Regions from separate parts of the Zea mays genome. Here region 2 is linked to region 1. Evidence: chromatin contacts called from public Hi-C data. All regions are on one chromosome and are shown on one strand. The core of a region is the stretch at or near the end of the contact, and the rest is flanking DNA. Distances in the headings are between cores, read along the strand shown. Region 1 has its middle 56 kb from the start of LOC107303347. Region 2 holds the start of LOC103647086 (DDT domain-containing protein PTM).

Region 1 (2,751 bases), core at 200-2,699:
GCTACGAGATCGTAGGCTCAAGAACCACTAAAATCGGAGTTACGGTTAAGAAGATATGGTTTTCGGAAGATTTTAGTGATTTAAATAATTAACACTAGGCCTTAATTTTTTTCTACCAATTATGTGAGAAAGATAATCTAAGAAATTATTAATTCAATTTTAATCTAAACTATAACTTTATTAGAGATCATCTACTGGTCAACTTATATTTATAGTCAGATTACTTAGATAAAAGATTAATCTACTCTATATAGGATAAATAAATACCTAACCATAAAAGTGTGTGATTTGACAAAATAAGGTTTGTCACTGTGTAGTAAATTTTATTGAGAAACTAACGCAACTTGAACGAACAAAAGCAGAGTTAAAATGCTAAAGTTATGAAATACAAAGTTTCTAGGTATTTTACTAATGATTTTATATCTCAACATAAGTCCCAGGGGTGTCTTTGCAAAGTCCTGATTTAATTCTATTTATTTTAATTCGTATATGGACGGCGGTCTTGAATTCACATAAACCTAGGGTCTTTTTAGCTAAAAGTCACAGTGAAGGGGTATGGGTAGATCACAGCCGCAGGATCGAGCACTGAAGGCCCAGATTAAATGTAACTTAAACGAACCGGTACGGGACTAGGCCCCCAGGATTCAAGATCAACGGCTGAGATCGCACAAGGTGCCCAAGACCCACGATCGTTCATCAACGATCCCAATCTGCCCGGACACTTTAGTATGTTACGATATGATCTAGAGCGTTCATCCGAGATTAACGGTTCCCCTAATTTGCTCCCTTTGTTGATGATCCAACAGTTCGCACCCCATTCTACCCATTCGACCGAAGACAGTGGCCAGATACGGCGGCGCACATAGTCTACCCGGCGGCACTTCGCCGGCAACGGCCAAATCCCGCCCCGAGCACCATAATCCATACCGGAAGGTGCAACATATCGCGGACACGAGGGCGAAACGAATGGGGATGGTTCGTACCTAGTATGGTGACGCAGAGGAGATGGTCCGCGCTAGGGGGTCTTCCCGCGGCGGAGGAATTGCTCCGGCGAGCAATTCCCGGTGGCCCGGAGTGCAATCCGCCCAGGAATTGCGACGTTCATGATCTGAGAAGCTTCACGAAGCTCTTAGGTCCGATCCCGTACCCCGAGCGGCAGCAGACACGTTTTACCAAGAATTAGGGCGCCAGCTCGAGTCGTCTGCGGTGGCTAATGGCGTGGCGGCGGGGCTCACACACCCACACATCGGTGGGCACATTGGTGGGGGGAAATAGATGGTCACATTGCCCACGTTTTATAGGACCCGACGAAATCCGACCCGGGGAGGGAGGCGCGGCATCTATGGCGCATGAATCGTAACAAACTAAGCTAGGAGAAGGGTCTGACGGTCCGGCCCCACATGTCGGTGACCGTTCCAGCTGCGCGCGAGCTATACACTGTCCACCGGGGCCCGCCTGTCGGTGTCGAACTGGACTGGTGGGCGCGACAGAGCTGTGGCGCAGTTTAAGTGGGCTGGCGTGGGCTGAGCGCTATGTGGCAGGTAAAGAGGAAGTGGGCCAAGGTGAGGTAGTTTTGGCCCAACAGTAGGAATGCTTTCCTTTTTTCTATTTCTCTATTTTCTATTTTTCAGATTTGAGTTCAAATTTGCTTTGAAATTCAACCACCAGTCAAATGCAGCAAACAAAGAACCTCAACATGAATTCATGATATATTTTATTTATTTATTGGTTAATTATTCACCTAAATAAATGCTTCTATATGCATAATTCATAAGAGAATAATTCACACATTACTTAGTTTAGGAGAAATTTAATATAAAATCTTCACCATGATCTATTTATTTATTTTTATTAAAATATTTCTAAGGAGTGATTTAATCATAAAGTTATAATAAATATATTGAAAGTGTTTCTTTTACTTATTGTTCCGTAGTTTAAACTTGAACTTTACTTTCAAGATCTGAATCTCAGTTCTAAACTACCAAGCTCTTGATATTACTATTTATTTATTTTAGGGAGATATACTTTAAAAAGAAAGGAATCTATTATTAAATGATATTTTAACTCAAATATTTTTGGAGAAACTTTTATGAATCCTAAAATAGATTTTTGGGTGTTACACATCGTAAGAATATTCTACGCGATGCTACGAGGTCGCAGGTTCAAGAACTACTAAAATCGGAGTTATGGATGAAAAGATATAGTTTTTGGAAGATTTATGTGATTAAACATGGAAACTATGTTCTATGTGGATTAGTATAAATCATGTGAGGAAGATCTTCTAAGGAAATAACTAATTCAATCTTAAACTAAGTTATAGCTTAATTAGAAATCATATTTTAGTCAACTTATAATTATAGGCTGATTAACTTGGTTTTGCAAGATTAACCTACTACACATAGGTTAAACTAATATATATTTTTGAAAACGTGCTACTTGGTAAAATAATGTACAAAAATGTAGGCAGTATTATTACGATACTAATGCAATTTGAACGGCCTAAATTGTTGTTAAAATGCAAAAGATATGAATTATCTAAATTTACAGGTTTATTTATATGTTTAGAATTCATTTACTTATCCAATTTATGAATTTCTTACGACTGTTGGGTGGTGGGCATCATTCCAGGGAAAACCAGGGTGCCTGACGCAAAACTTTGGGCCTGTTTGTTGCGTTCTTTGCAAAGGAGGACCGCGGGTTGATTTGCTAAAGGGTGAGGGACTCTTTAGAAAGAATACATGGATGAAGGGG
Region 2 (2,938 bases), core at 94-2,593, 97 kb before region 1:
TCCGAGCCAGACCCACTATACCGCAGTGCATCAGTGTTGGCAGGCATCTCGCATCCGTCAACCCTCTGTCTAGTACTTGCTGGCTCTTTCACCTCCGAGACACTCCCCGACAAAACCAGCAGGCCCAGCTTCCTCTTCCTGCAGTTCACACTCATGCCTAACGTGCCATTCTTGTCGGGCATGAGGAACTCGTGGAGCTCAGGAAGCTCCAAATCCTCATTATGTCCATCCTCAAACACCACGCTGTAGATGCCAGCTGTGCTATCATAGGATGCAACCTTCCCAATAAGGATCCCCGCTTGCATTGGCGCGTTGCGGCCAATGTAACGGCCGACCAAGCACTCTCCCACTTCCTCGGCTCGCGCCTGAAGGCCCCCAGCAGATGTGGCAGCAGACCCTTGATGCACCACTCTTCCATCAGCTTCCTCCATCTTAAACTCGCTGCCCGCCACAGCCACTCCCGCGCGCTCTTGTTCCCTGACATGGCCGTCGTCCACCTCCATCATCACTTCAGACCCCACAGGATCCAAATCTCGCACTGCCACAGGAACGATCCCCACATCCACCTCGCTGGCCGTACAAGACGGAGAGTGCTGATTCTGCTTGCTTGCGTCGCCACCCTCGCTCACGTCCATCTTCTTCACCTCAAACACCGCGGGATCCACATCCTGCGCTGCCCCCGCAATGCCTTGGCCCTGCTCCACCTCACTCACCGCGTGCACAGCAGACCGCCCTTTGCCCGCGCCGCCGTCCGCATCCGCCTCGGGCGCGGCGGGGCGATCTCCGCCCGCAGCAGCAGCGGCGCCGCCGCAGCCTTCGTTAACCTCCTCCGCCGTGGGCTCGCTCGCCGAGGCCTCCGCGTCACCCCCACGCCCCGCCGCAGCGGCGCCTCCACCCGGATCGGCCTCACCGGCCGCGCCTGCCGCTGCAAGCGCTTCCGCCCCACCTGCGATGTCCGTCTTCACGCCATCAGCGGCGGCCTCCTCGGGGGAGGCGCCGGGCCCCTGCGGCGTCCGATCGGGGCCGTCCCGGGGCCCCGGGCCCGCGGCGGTGTCCATGGCCTCGGACGCGACAACCCTAGCTCGACACGCGCGCGCCCTACTGAGGCATCCTCGTTCGCGAGTCGCGGGCCAACGGGACGGGTATCGGATGCGGCGCGCTGGCGTGGGCGGGAACGAATCTGGGATGGGAGCCGCCGATCTCGCGGCGGCGGCGGGCGATTGGAGCGGGATGGGCTCGCAAACCCTACCGGCAAGTGGCGGCGGCGAGGAGTTGGGGGAAGAGGTCGAGATGATGATGGGTGGATGGGTGGGAGGGAGGAGAAGCACAAGCACTGGGCTGGGGCACCAGCGCAGCGGGGTGCACGAAGGCAAGGGCACGGGCACCGAGTGCGCCGCACCCGACTCGTCGCACCCAGCCTGACTGACTCGCGTCGCCCTTCCCGGGTGCGGGTGCGGGTGCGGGTGCACCAGTGCGGACTGACCCGTACAGTGGGACGTGGCCGCGTGGTGGGCTGGCTCTGGCTGGCTGGTTCGGGAGAGTTCAGTTCGCTTCCGCTCTCGTCCGCGGATGCGGGCTGGCGGGCGCGGGTGTGGACGGACCTGACCTGGTTCGTTTTGAGCGAGCGTGCAGGTGCAGCTCGGCGACCTCGTCGTGTCCGCGCCGCGTCCACTCCAGCATGTACGGCGACCGCTCGGTGGTCGACGGCCGCAACCGGGAGGCGGGCGGTGGTGGAGGGAAGGGAGCGTGCTGCGAGTTTTTTTTTCAAATTCAAATCCGGTGGAGGGGTCGCCTGCTCAGGTGGTAGTAGGGCAGGCAGGGCAACGGCAACGGTTTGCTTGCTCGCGCCAAGTCGTACTCGTACGTCTTCCCCGGCAGCACTTGCTCCCGGTGTTTTCCCCAGTGACCACCCCTACTGAGCTAGCCACAAATCCCGCGGTGTGGATGGTGGCCTTCGTTTCTCTTTGCTGTACAGCATACGAACTCTACCATGGAAAAGAAGCGAAGGAGATGGAGAAAAACCCTAACACGTGGCATCCTACTAAACTTTTAGTCTGCGTATGTATGTGATGACCAATATTTAGAGAAATAAAAATTAGTCTTTCTATTTCTATGTCTATGTGTTCTACTTTCGTTCATCTGCTATGTCGATAATTAATGAGAGATGGAAAAAAGAAAGGTTCTAGTCACTGGCAGTGTGCTTCACGACACGTTGTCAGCATGATAAACTCTACGTCAATATCGCCGTTGAAGACACCGTTGCGTTGCAGTGACCACCAATATTCCGAGAAATATAAAAACGGTCCTTCTATTTCTGTTCCTTTGTATGTGTGTTATAGTGTTATATACTCTCATCTGCTATATGTTGATCGTGAGAAATGAAAAACAACGAAAGGTTCTAGTCACTAGCAGCATGTTTCACAATATTATCAGCGTGATAAAGACCGTGTTTGGTTCCGCCGTATAGTGGGCGTTGCCTGCATGGCTGAGCATGTCTCGTATCAAGTGACTCTGGTTTTAAGTGGTTTTACTGGACACATGCAACTTCTTATGTTTGACTAGGTATATACCCGTGCGTTGCAACGGGGGACACTTGTGCATACATATTGATGCTATCAAGAATCAACTCAACAATCATAACAAATATCGAAAACGGTCATTTCGAACGACCAAAATTTGGCTCAATGTAACTATTAATCGAAATAGGCAAATCCTAAGTTGAATACATGATATGGCTCAATGTAACTTCCATAGAACAATTTTGCATTGTATGGTAAAAAATTATAAAAAGGAGATCCTAAGCCTATCGAAAGGAGATGGTGAGTTGTGACTATTAAAATTATTTTAGCTCATAAATATGACCCTCTTATCTTTTATGTTGTGGAGAAATATGTAACTACTATGAATCTACGTGTGAGGTTCTCAACTACATAGTGAG

What was found. Hi-C and Micro-C count contacts between places; a contact is called where the count stands out from the background.
Region 2: a Hi-C map of leaf shows a contact between it and region 1, with 6 times the contacts expected there. The contact joins the promoter of LOC103647086 here to the enhancer-like site in region 1. A contact is called at or near these places in 4 of 25 Hi-C or Micro-C datasets (bundle sheath, endosperm, leaf and 1 more).

What each region holds. Positions count from the first base shown.
Region 1 is chr2:148,818,914-148,821,664 of Zm-B73-REFERENCE-NAM-5.0, reverse strand. No RefSeq gene overlaps it. Among protein-coding and RNA genes, the nearest start is that of LOC107303347, 56 kb to the right of the region's middle. Within about 2 kb of position 1,449, at least 16 of the 20 cell types and tissues checked have an H3K27ac peak or open chromatin away from gene starts, as enhancers often do. A contact at or near this core is called in bundle sheath, leaf and tassel, where this site is marked.
Region 2 is chr2:148,915,978-148,918,915 of Zm-B73-REFERENCE-NAM-5.0, reverse strand. LOC103647086 (DDT domain-containing protein PTM) reads right to left here and starts at 1,343. Exons shown (of 9, transcript XM_008671643.3): 1 at 1-1,343. The coding sequence starts at 1,058.